Regions from separate parts of the Mus musculus genome. Here region 1 is linked to region 2. The links are chromatin contacts, called in public promoter capture Hi-C maps. All regions are on one chromosome and are shown on one strand. The core of a region is the stretch at or near the end of the contact, and the rest is flanking DNA. Distances in the headings are between cores, read along the strand shown.

Evidence for each region. Capture Hi-C pulls out chosen DNA fragments and counts their contacts.
Region 1: a contact with region 2 is called in a promoter capture Hi-C map of adipose tissue, with 3 times the contacts expected there. The contact joins the promoter of Tmem185b here to the promoter of Nifk in region 2. A contact is called at or near these places in 1 of 115 datasets of contacts at active chromatin or transcription factors (extraembryonic endoderm stem cells) and 2 of 9 other capture datasets (adipose tissue and liver).

What each region holds. Positions count from the first base shown.
Region 1 is chr1:119,521,949-119,527,493 of GRCm38.p6, reverse strand. Tmem185b (transmembrane protein 185B) reads right to left here and starts at 1,340. Exons shown (of 1, transcript NM_146103.2): 1 at 1-1,340. The coding sequence starts at 983.
Region 2 is chr1:118,320,335-118,325,708 of GRCm38.p6, reverse strand. It overlaps Nifk (nucleolar protein interacting with the FHA domain of MKI67), which reads right to left and starts at 3,866. Exons shown (of 7, transcript NM_026472.4): 1 at 3,712-3,866; 2 at 1,984-2,127. The coding sequence starts at 3,816.

The DNA.
Region 1 (5,545 bases), core at 91-2,590, 1.2 Mb before region 2:
ACCCGCGCCTTCTTTCCAAACATTGGAGCAATTTTCGGAGCTTCTGACACCGATGCGTCTTCAGCATCTTCACTGTCTTCGTGATGGAGATCGTAAGAGATATTTCCATATTCTCTTAAAAACGGAAAAACTTCTAGTAGAAACTGACAGAAATCCCTGCGAATCCCAAACCACCAATGATTGCCCCCTTTCCGCCTGAACGTTGTAGCCATCAAAGTCAGTAATGAGAGCCAAAGCGGGATGAAAATGGAAATGTAAGAGAACGTATTGTGGTCATCCAGTCTGTGAACTAGCAGGACCTCAAAAATGAGCAGGGGCACGACAATGGTGATCCAGCTGATGGCCATGGTCACATGTGTTCTTCGCTGCTCTGCAACCACATCCAGGGACCGCAGGAATAGGAGGGACCACACGATGTAATAGAGAACTACCAGGCAGAGGAATGACATGAGGATCCACAGGGGCACGAACACCACTAGCCACGGCCAGTGGATAATCCTGTCCAGCCTCAGGGCGATGAAGATGAACTGCAGGATGTTGACAGAGCACAGGATCTCCAGTTCCAAAGACCTGTCGTGTCGGAAGCCCCAGACACAGGCGGCCACGGACACAGGGGAAACGAAGAAGAGTGGCATGAAGACCAGCAGCCAAAAGTGGGTGCCCCTCTCCACCCTGTCGCAGACTAGTATCTCAAACATGAGTAGTAGCAGGTGGATGCCCACGGCGATAAGCATGGCTTTGAATTCCACGCAGGCTTCCCCCTCTGTACGGTAGCGTGGGTTGCGGGCCCACACGCCCGCACCCACCGAGGCGCCCACGATGACCAGGAGCTTCCACAGCCAGATGGGGGCGAAGACTGCCCAGTAGCTCCACTGGATGATGCCGTCCAGGCGCAGGGGCAGCAGCACGGAGAAGAGTAGCAAGCAGGCATAAATGAGGAACTTACTGGGGTTGAAGTCCTGGAACAGGCCCCTGGGGTTCATGGCGAAGGCTGTACTGCCTCTAGATGGGCATCCGCCCGCTGCGTGTTAGAGGCTCCAGACCGCAGCTCCGAGGGGCCGGAACACGTGCGAGCAGTCACGTGGCCCGGCCGGAAGCGAGCCGAGGGCACAGCGTGCGCTGGCCGCGAACGGTACGGTGCCTACGCCGGGGACACTGCCCCAACCCCGTAGCTCAGGCTTCAGTGGATGCTCACGCCGTCTGCCTTCATTTCGCAGCCACGAGGCCGACGCCGCGTTGCGTGCGGAGTCGGATGGGACCTGGCGCGCTGCGGACTCGGCGACCCGCAGACCCGCTGCCTGTGAGCTGGCCGAGACCTTCGGAGGACGCTTCCTGGAGGAGGCCGGAACATGGAGGAGGGAGTGAGCTCACATCCTCCCGGCAGGCTCGGGGGCGGGGCCCGGGACGGGGCGGGGTCGGAGAGCGGTGGGAGCAGAGCTGGGCGGAGGGCAGGGCGAGCCGGTCCCCGCAGGGGTTTGGGGTCTTTCCGAGTGGGGAGGGCAAGAGCAGCGCGTTGTCTGGCCCCGGAGCCTGGGGGTGCACGGGCAAAGGCGGGTGGCGGGCGAGCGAAGGGAGTCTGAGAGCGCGCCGGTAACTGTGACTGCCCAGCACGGATGGAAGGACGCGCGAGGAGCAGTGGCTTTGACCCTGGGTTCGGCGCGAAGGCCGGGGGGGGGGGGGGGTGCAGGCAGTCAACGGGTTAGGGCTCTGCCCAGGGCAAAACTCCACAGAGCCACTAGCGATTCTCAGGCTGCCCCTAAAAGGTGGTGCGGAGCGCCTAGGTGCTTACCAATACTCTTCTGCCCTTTGTCACCTGGTGGAGGGGTACCTGGGAGGGTGCCCCACCAGGCCAGAAACAGCTCCCTGAGGGAGCAAGTGAAGAAACTGGACCCAGAGAAGGCCTGGTTAGCGGCAGAATTAGGGCTTGGATTTAGGGCTCCCAACCTTGAGTCTCATTTTCATTTATCAGACACTGCATGAGTCTGATTCTTTTAGAACTATGTTAGGAAAAGGTGCAAGGGTCAAGAAATTTTGGTTGTACCCCAGACCCTGCCAGCCACCGGCTGAAAAGGGAAGCAAATCCATCCCAACCCACCCCCTCTCTGATAAGCTGCAATGGGTTTGTGGTTTAGATACTATTTTTTTCTGACCTGCTGGGCAGAACTAAAGGGTTCTTTCCTCCCTTCTCTGACCCTTGCTCAGCAGAGCCCTGGTTGCTAGTCCTTGCTTTTCAGCCCCGGGGCCTCGCCCTTCAGGTTCCCTGAAGTGGGATAAAAATGCATGAAAGTCTTAGGCCATTAGAGGAAAATGAGGGGGTGGAAATGGATGGCTGCCAATCTCTGCAGTTGGAGTATAGGGCTCCCAGGGGGAAGCAGAGAACCTTCACGGACGCTACTGCCTCTTCTTTCAGCCCTTCCAGAGAAAAGTGGGGACAGCTGCTAAGCCCCAGGCTTTCCTCATTCATGATGGGCACCAAGGAGTTGCATAAGGGTTGCTGGAGATTAGTGCCAGACGGCAGAGTGCCCCCCAAGCCCAGAAATTGCAACAGGTGAACCAGTGTCCAGGCCCTCTGTTTCTACAGAGCCGATTGGAGTGATGGCCCCTACTGGGCATCAGTTTAGTTTCTTGGCTTTTTTGGTGCTCCTACCGTTTAAAAAGAATGCTGCCGTAGAAAAGGGTCTTTGTGTGTGTGTGGTGTGCATGTGTTTGCACATTCAAGTGTGTGTGTGTGTGTGTGTGTGTGTGTGTGTGCAGATGCACATAGAGGCTTGAAATTCACATCAGGTGTCAACCAGTTTGCCCAGGGGATCTCTTCTCTGCTTCCGAAGGACTGGATTGTAGAGAGCTATCATGCCTGTCTAGCTTTGTATGGATTCTGTACCAAAGTTGAAGACCAAACTGCTCCTCAGACTGCGGGGCAGCTAGATAAGTACTTCATCCACTGAGCCGTTCTTCCCAGCACAGCTACCCTGAAGCTAGCATACAAACTGAATGTTAAAATAGCTCCTGTGCTGGAGTGTGTGGGGTGTAGCACCCCTGGCCACCAACATGGGCCTCCCTATTCTGAGGGTGCGTGGCTTTGGGAGACTGAGCCCAGAGAACAGGAAGTAGTGTATTGTAAAGTTTGGGGAGCCCCTGAGATGTGGCCTGACATAGTGTCCTCCTCTCACCACCCGTGTTGGGCAGCCTCAGTCTCAGCCCTCGGTCTAACCTGAGTTTCTCCTGAACTCACCTAGTCCCCTGCTGACCCCTTGTGTTGGGGGAGAGGATGTGTGTTTATAGGGGACAGAGAGTGTCAGGAGTCCTGATCTGCCAATCTTCACCTTAGTCCCTTGAAACAAAATCTCTCCTGGCCTGGACATAGGTTGGCCAACAAGCTCCAGCGTCCACGTCCCCCCACCCTGTCCTCCAGCACGGGACTTACCGGAAGCCGCTTCAGATGTGACTGCTTGGGATTTGCCCTCAGGTCCTCAAACTCCACTGGACAAATTCTTTCAGCATGGAGCCTTCTTCCCAACCCCCACTCCAGGTGACACCTGGCCACATTTCCAGCCTTTGGCTCAAGCCTGGATCTTTCCAAGGCCTCAGCCCTTGCTGAACGTGCTCTGAGCTAATACTGCAAACCTGGGAAGTTCCTTTTCAGATCCATATAGTTTAGTCGTATCTACTATGTCACAGAGAAGCCATGGTCCATCTGGTTCTTTCTGTCAGCTCCTGTCCCTAAACAGAGCACAGTCCCATCTCTGCCTACAACAGCAGGGTCCAGCTCCCACATCCTTTCTACGTATTGTGGAGGTGGAGGAGGCCCAATGCTGTAGCAAGCTACCAAGGCTGTCCTGTCCTATCTGAGACAGAAACGATAACCTCCTCAAAGTGCAGACAAAGAGAGTCGTGTATAAGAACCTGGTGCTGGGATCCCAGCTGTAGTGGCCATTGTCACCGGCTATCTCTGCATCAATTAGATGCCGCCTCCCACAAGGACAGGTGCCACTGTCCTAGGGCTTCCAGCAGTCCTGCTGCTCTGACCTTGTCATCTATCAGCCTCATGCCCACGCAGGCCTGTGAGGAAACAAAAGTACTAGTGAGGCTGAAGTGACTGTGCCCGCCTGGACTGAGCATCAGCCCTGCCCCACCCACCCAACTGAGCAGCACCCCCACCCTCATCCCAGGACTGAGCATCAGCTCCGCCCCCCCCCCACACACACACAGACTGAGCAGCAGCCCTCCCCACCCCTCCACCCTCCCCCCCCCACACACACACACAGAGCAGCAGGGCGGCCACATACAAATGGTAAGGCTGCAGCTCTAGGGGTCACTCAGAGCAGGTGCTTGCTGGACATAGTGTTTCAGAGCATGCTGTCACCTGCAGCTGACCTGAAAGGCTCTGCTCAACCCTAGGTCTGGGTTTCTTCAGCTCTTTCCTGGTGTTCTCCTAGCACCTGATTTGTCCTGAGATACAGATTCAAGAGATTACAGCCCCCAGGGAGCCAAGTTTCATCAGGACCTTTGAAACTTAGTCTCAGGCCTTAGCAGCTTTCCTTGTATGAGTTCATTCCTTAGCTTGTGTATTAACTAGACAGTTAAAGTCCCGGCATCTGCCCTGTGACCCAGCCCTGTCCTAGACACATGATGCAACATGGAGCTCCTCCCATGGCTTCTCCTGTGCTGTCGCCTTCCCAGTTCTAGTGTATGTCACTTCCTCCAAGAAGCCCTCCATGACTATGCTCCCTGCACACAGCACCCCGTATTGTTTTCCCCGTTTGTTTTGTGTCTGCCAGTGCACATATGCCATAGCAGTGTGGGGGAATCAGAGGACAACCCTGGGTGCCTGTCCTCACTCCCCACCTTGCTTTAGGGAAAGTCTCTTGTTGGCTACAGCATGCATGAGGCTAGGCTGCCCTGGAGCTTCTGGGGTCCCCTGCCTCTCTCTGCCTTCTCTCGCTGTGGGAGTCGTGGGATTCCAGATGTGTGCTACTGTCCTGCTTCCCATGGGTTCTAAGGGTCCACACTCGGGTTTATTATATAGTTCGTCCTTTACCCACTGAGACACTTCCCAGTCCTCTTTGCCCCATTTCTTATGTGGCCACTAATTAATAATCACTTCGGAAGAATCTGGGAAGTTCAGAATGCTTGAAGAAGGATGAGGTTTGTGGCCTTGTCACCTATAGAAAACCACCATGGGCGTTGACTGTGCCATCCCGTCCGTCCATGTGGCTCCTTTTATTTTGGGGTTTTGTTTTTTTTTTTTGTTTTTGTTTTTGTTTTAAGGCAGGGTTTCTCTGTATAGCCCTGGCTGTCCTGGAACTCACTGTGTAGAGCAGGCTGACCTTGAACTCAGAAATCCGCCTGCCTCTGCCTCTCAAATGCTGGGATTAAAGGTGTGTGCCACCACGCCCGGCCTGTGGCTCATTTTAAAGGGGAGACTACAGTCGCGTTGCTTCTCCTGTTCTCACAGGATTGACACAACAGCTCCCTTATTTCTGTCTGGCCTCTCTGTGTCTTGCAGCAGACAGTGGAGGGACCACGGGTGTTTGCTCTGACTGTT
Region 2 (5,374 bases), core at 2,617-5,116:
CTCCGACTCCAACCAACCAAATCAAAACCCAACACTTTAAAGGTGCTTAGAAGATGTAAATTTAAAAACCTGTTGAAATACATGGTCTCTGACATGCAAGTGATGGCTCATCCTAGCATCTGAGCCACTTCTTGGCTCTCGAGCTGGAACCAAGTTTCTGGAGTAAATATGGACTCATTTTTCACTGCATCTCACTAGCTGAACAGTGAACAAAGATTGCATCTCCTGGTAGCTGTCAAACAAGTGCAGTAATACATCAAGAATCAGATGTATTTGGGGAGCAACCTCTAGAGCAAGTGAGGAATAGCTATCCTATGAGACTGTAGAGTCTACAGGATTTAGAAGCCATGACTCAGGCAGAGGAAGTGGCTACTAAGATTAGCAGGAAGCTGGAGGAACTGAGGAGAAACACTTGACAAAAGGAAAGAAAGAGGCTGCTGGCTGTGTTGGCCATGGCACCTGCAGGAGACGGCAGTTACATTCCAGACGAGTTCCAGGAGACTCAATGACCCACAAAGAAAGCGCCAAAGCCCACGAGCCTCCTCAGGACAATGCAAGACTCGTCTTCTCCTTCCCCACACGCAAACAAAAGAACAGATGGGACAGCACAAGTCTCCCAAGAGGAAGAATTGCTCAGGGAACTAGGAGAGGCAACCAGCGGGAGGAGTCCCCAGGGGAGGAAATTCTCTTCCAGGGAGGAATCAGTTGGCAGTAGGCCTCAAGAAGGTGGTGGTCACAAAGCGACAATTTCCATCCCCTGACTTAAACCCCGGTAAAAGCAAATTCACAAAAAATGATTCCTGTGGTTTTAGGGGCTCTATTAGAGAAACCTTACATAAACCAAACTTAAGTTCATTAACCCCAGGGTTAGCAGTCGCAAAATAAACACGATCTACTTGTCTGTGTAGTCTGAGGACGAGAAGCAACTACCTTAGTTAAATGAACACTTAGAACACTGATTCTGCTCTTGAGATTGATATAAATTTCAATCCTTGCTGCCCGATTTTCCCGAGGGAAGCCCTGTAAGCAACGTGTGGCTGTGCCCTGTAAGCACATCCAGCCCTCGGCCTGTCGGGTGAGCTCCCAGCTAGAACCTTCTAACAAAGGTGAGCCAACTCCAAGTATGAAGTCTCAGTGCTGTTCCGCAAGGCGCTCCACCACCTTGTCTGTGCACAGGCCGAGGCCGGAGCGCGCACAGTACCTTCTACTCTCTCAAGACAGGACTTTCTCTTGAGCTGGTCGCTTGCTCTTTTGGCTTAACTGGCTGGCAACAAGTTCTACAATCAGTGGCTCCAGCTTCCAATATTGGGGTCACACCTGGCCTTTCACTTGGTGCTTGAAGAAGGGGTGTGTGTGCACGTGTTCCACTTCATGTTTATGGCACAAGCGCTCGGACCTCTGGGCATTTCCCAGGGTGTCTCTGTCATTGGCCTGGAGCTGAGCTCGGCTGGCTGGTTAGCAAGCCTTACGTTCCCAGCACTGAGATCACATGCGCATATGACCGTTCCTGGCTTCTGTAGGTTGACAGTTATAGACTGAGCTATCTCCACAGCCTCATGATTTCCCGCTTTTTATTGAGATAGAAATCCACACTATGAAACCGTGACTGGCCTCAAACTCTGCCTGTCCCTGTCTCCTGAGTGCTGGGACTAAAGGCAGGCCACTACACCAAGCTTACTTTCTTGTGATTCCACTGCAATTTGTAAAATCACTTTACTTATATTTACTTTATTTAGAGACAAGCTCTCTCTATGTAGCTGTGGGTATCTCCGAACTCATGATGTAAACTAGGCTGGCTTTAAACCGATTCACCTGCCTCTGCTTCCTGAGTGCTGGATTTAAGGGGGGTGCCACCATGCCTGGCTTGTGAAAAGTTCCCGAGCAGGAACTTTGTAGGTAACAACGCTGTGCCTATGAATACAAAGGATGACATACAATTGACAAGCAAAATATACATAGTTGAATTCAGGAACAGAATCTTACCCGCTTACTTCTAGACAATCTGAATCTGCTAATGTCGCCAAACTGGGCACAGTAGTTATAGATGTGGCTTTCAGAAAGTGTTGAAGGTAGGTGGCCCAGATAAACTACTCCACGGTTAAGTTTTTCTTTCTTCTTTTGCTGAGGCTAAAACAGATAAACATTTTAAAAATACAAACTCATACTACACCAAAACGTTTGTGCGTATACACATTTTTCTGAGCCGGATCTCACTATGGAGCCTTGGCTGGCCCAAAACTCACTACGTAGACCTGGCTGGCCTCTAACTGCTGAATGCTAAGATTAAAGTCCTATATCACCATGCCCTGCAAAGGTCTTTATTTTTCAACGAAAGTATGTTACCATTCCATAACCTCAGAGTAAATTAATTCTAATGTCTTTTTCTTTTTTTTGAGACAGAGTTTCTTTGGGTAGCCCCAGCTGTCCTGGAGCTAGCTTTGTAGACCAGGCTAGGCTCAAACTCACACAGATCCACCTGCCCCTGCTTCCTGAGTGCTAAGATTAAAGGTGTGTGTCCCCGCCACCCAGCTTCCTAAAGTCCTTTCAGAGGCTAGGTGGAGATCTGCCTGCCTCTGCCTCTCCAACACTAGGATTGAAGGTAAAAGTCACCTTGCCTGGCCTGCAACAAATTTTCAACACCATTCTTTCCCCTTGGTCCAGGAACAAACTCATAACTCTATCAGGGCAGAAACTGAAAAACTCCGTGTTTGGTATCTCTCTTCCCTTAAGCACTTGCTGAGCAAGGCTGAGGCCTGAGTTCAATCACACAGAGCCACAGACTCTGCAAGAGACAGACTCCCACACACGCACGCACCATGATGCACACCAAGGCACACATATGTCCACACCCACCTGTCCCTACAAAACAGTCAGCACAACATGTGTTCAAGAGCTAAATGGACAAGCAAGTAACAGTCTGTCATGTTCAGAGTAACACTGTGAAACCAAGACCTTCAACTCCGAATGCAGTTGGCAGTTTATTACACCGAATCTTAACTGTTTCCGGTTGTTAACCTTCATGGTGCAGACTCTCCTTCTCTATCACCATACTATGACCCCAGAGAACAAGAACTTGTTTCCTGTCAGGTAGGGTACCGGGTGACCTATAGTGTATTCATGAAGTGGATATAGGGGGTTCAAGACCTCGACTGCACAGCAAATGTGAGGTGAGCTTGGGCTACAATAAACCCTATACTGACACTGTAACAAAAGCGACCCTCCCAAAAGACCCCCAGGACAACAACAATAAAAAAAGAAAAGCTGTCGTTCTCTCCAATGCACTCCATGGTGCAAACCAAAGGGACTATAAACTTCCGTTAGGGACATTGCATACAAACTGAACTCGACAGGTTGACAGGTTGAAGCCCTATTCTGAATTCTGACCCTGAGCTGTATTCTGACTCTCGATCCTCCCAGGACGTGGGCTTCGGGACGTCTACTCCGTCTTCTAAGCACTACAAACTAAGGGGACATAACACACCTTCCGAATGCTGCGGTAGACCATGAACCCTCATTTTGCAGGTCAAAGCGGAAGCGTGGCAGCTTTAACACATTCTGAGATCTGGGGGTGCCATGCTCCCACACGTGGTACCCCTCCTCCTTCACCTCACACCGATTCCTGACCTGCCTCGGTCCCCTGATTGGAACCATCGTCTCCCAGCCCGTGAGAGGTTGGCTCCCGAGCCAGCCCGGCCGCCCCGCGCCGCTCACCTTCTTCGTGCGCCCTTGGATCTGCGTCAGAGCCTTCTCAAACTGCGAGTCTTCCTGCGGGTTCAATGCCAGACTCGGCTTCGCGGGGCCTGCTAACCCAGCCATGCTGGAGAACCCGAACAAGTCAATCCACGCGGAGCCTTCGGAAGTGACGTTTCCTTCGCGTCTCGGAAGCGGAAGTAGAGGCGGAAGTGTAGCAAAAGAGCAGGCCCCGGTGTCTAGAATTGAGGCAGCTCGAGCGCCACCTACTGGCCACAAACTAAAAACATTTAAAATCGGATTAAGGCTCCGTTGGTGAAGCGCTTGTTCTCAGTCCTAGGTTTGAAACCCAGTGCCTCATAAAATGTGACTGGAGCCACGCCCCCTGCCCCCATCTGTAATCCCAACACTTGGGAGGTAGAGGCAGGAGGATCAGGAGTTCAGCGCCATTCTCATAAACATAGTTCGAAGACAGCCTGGGCTCCATGGACTCAAAAACAAATTTAAAGTCTCAAACATTAGCCATGCCCGTTGCCTGTTCATGCCAACGTGCAACAGGAAAAGCCTTCCCCTCTGTGGGCTCCTTTTGTAAACTTTGTAAACGCTCAAGCAGGAAAGTGGCCAGGCCCCTGCCTGAGGAGATCCAGTGGCCAACCTCCCCAGTCCCCCCACCCCCGCATGTTTTCCAACGTCCCTAATGGTTTTCTAACCATCCAAAAGTGGGAGAGTGGCCAGACCCTGCCCTACAAGAAAAAAATTCCACCAGTCCCCGAGGTCTCTCAAGTTCAGGACTTGAAATTCCACCAGTCCTCATCATGGAAGTCTCCACAGCATAATCCAACACCTATTTATATTTTTGATATTATACACCTGTGTCTGTGAGTGGGTATGTGTTCAGGAATTCAGATGACCATAGAGAATAATGGTGTCGGATCTCCTGAACTTGGAGTTCAGGCTGTTGAGAGATGTCCAATGTACTGGGAACTGAACTCAAGTCCTCTGGAAGAGCAGAAAATACTTTTAACTGTGAGCTATTTGTCTAGTCCCCATTTATTTTATTTTTATGCGATGAGTGTTTTGCCTGTATATGTACCCTATATGTGCAGTGCCTGCAGTGGCCAGAAGAGGGCATCAGAACACTGGAACTGGAATTAAGGACTGTGAGCTCTTGACCACAGAGCCATCTCTTGAGTTCCCTAGTAAGTTTCTTTAGGTAACACAATAGGAATTTTGAGAAAACAAAAGGAGAAGCTTGTAAGAGTTTCTTATGTTGAAACAGTTGTCTTTTCTCCATTTGTTTATTTACTTATAGATTAATTGATTGACAGGTTGATTGATTTTGTGTGTAGTGTATGCCTGTCAGTGAGTATGGGTGTGTGCACCCTTGTGCTGCATCGCATGTGTCTAGGTCAAAGGACTACTTGCTGTAGTTCTTTCCTTCCACGGTATGGGTTTTGGGGACTCAGGCTTAGTGGCAAGTGCCTTTACTTGTTGAGCCACCTTACTGACCCGGTCTGAAGATTATTTTAAGCAAAATATTTTTGAGACTCAGTGGATAAAAAAAGAAGCCCTTTATCTAAGAGAGCAACTTCTGGGGAGATGGGGCTTCCTTAAGCCCCTTTGGGGAATGTTATGACATAAGGAACACTGGAAGAGGGGCTGGAGGTGCAGGCTCAGCACAGAG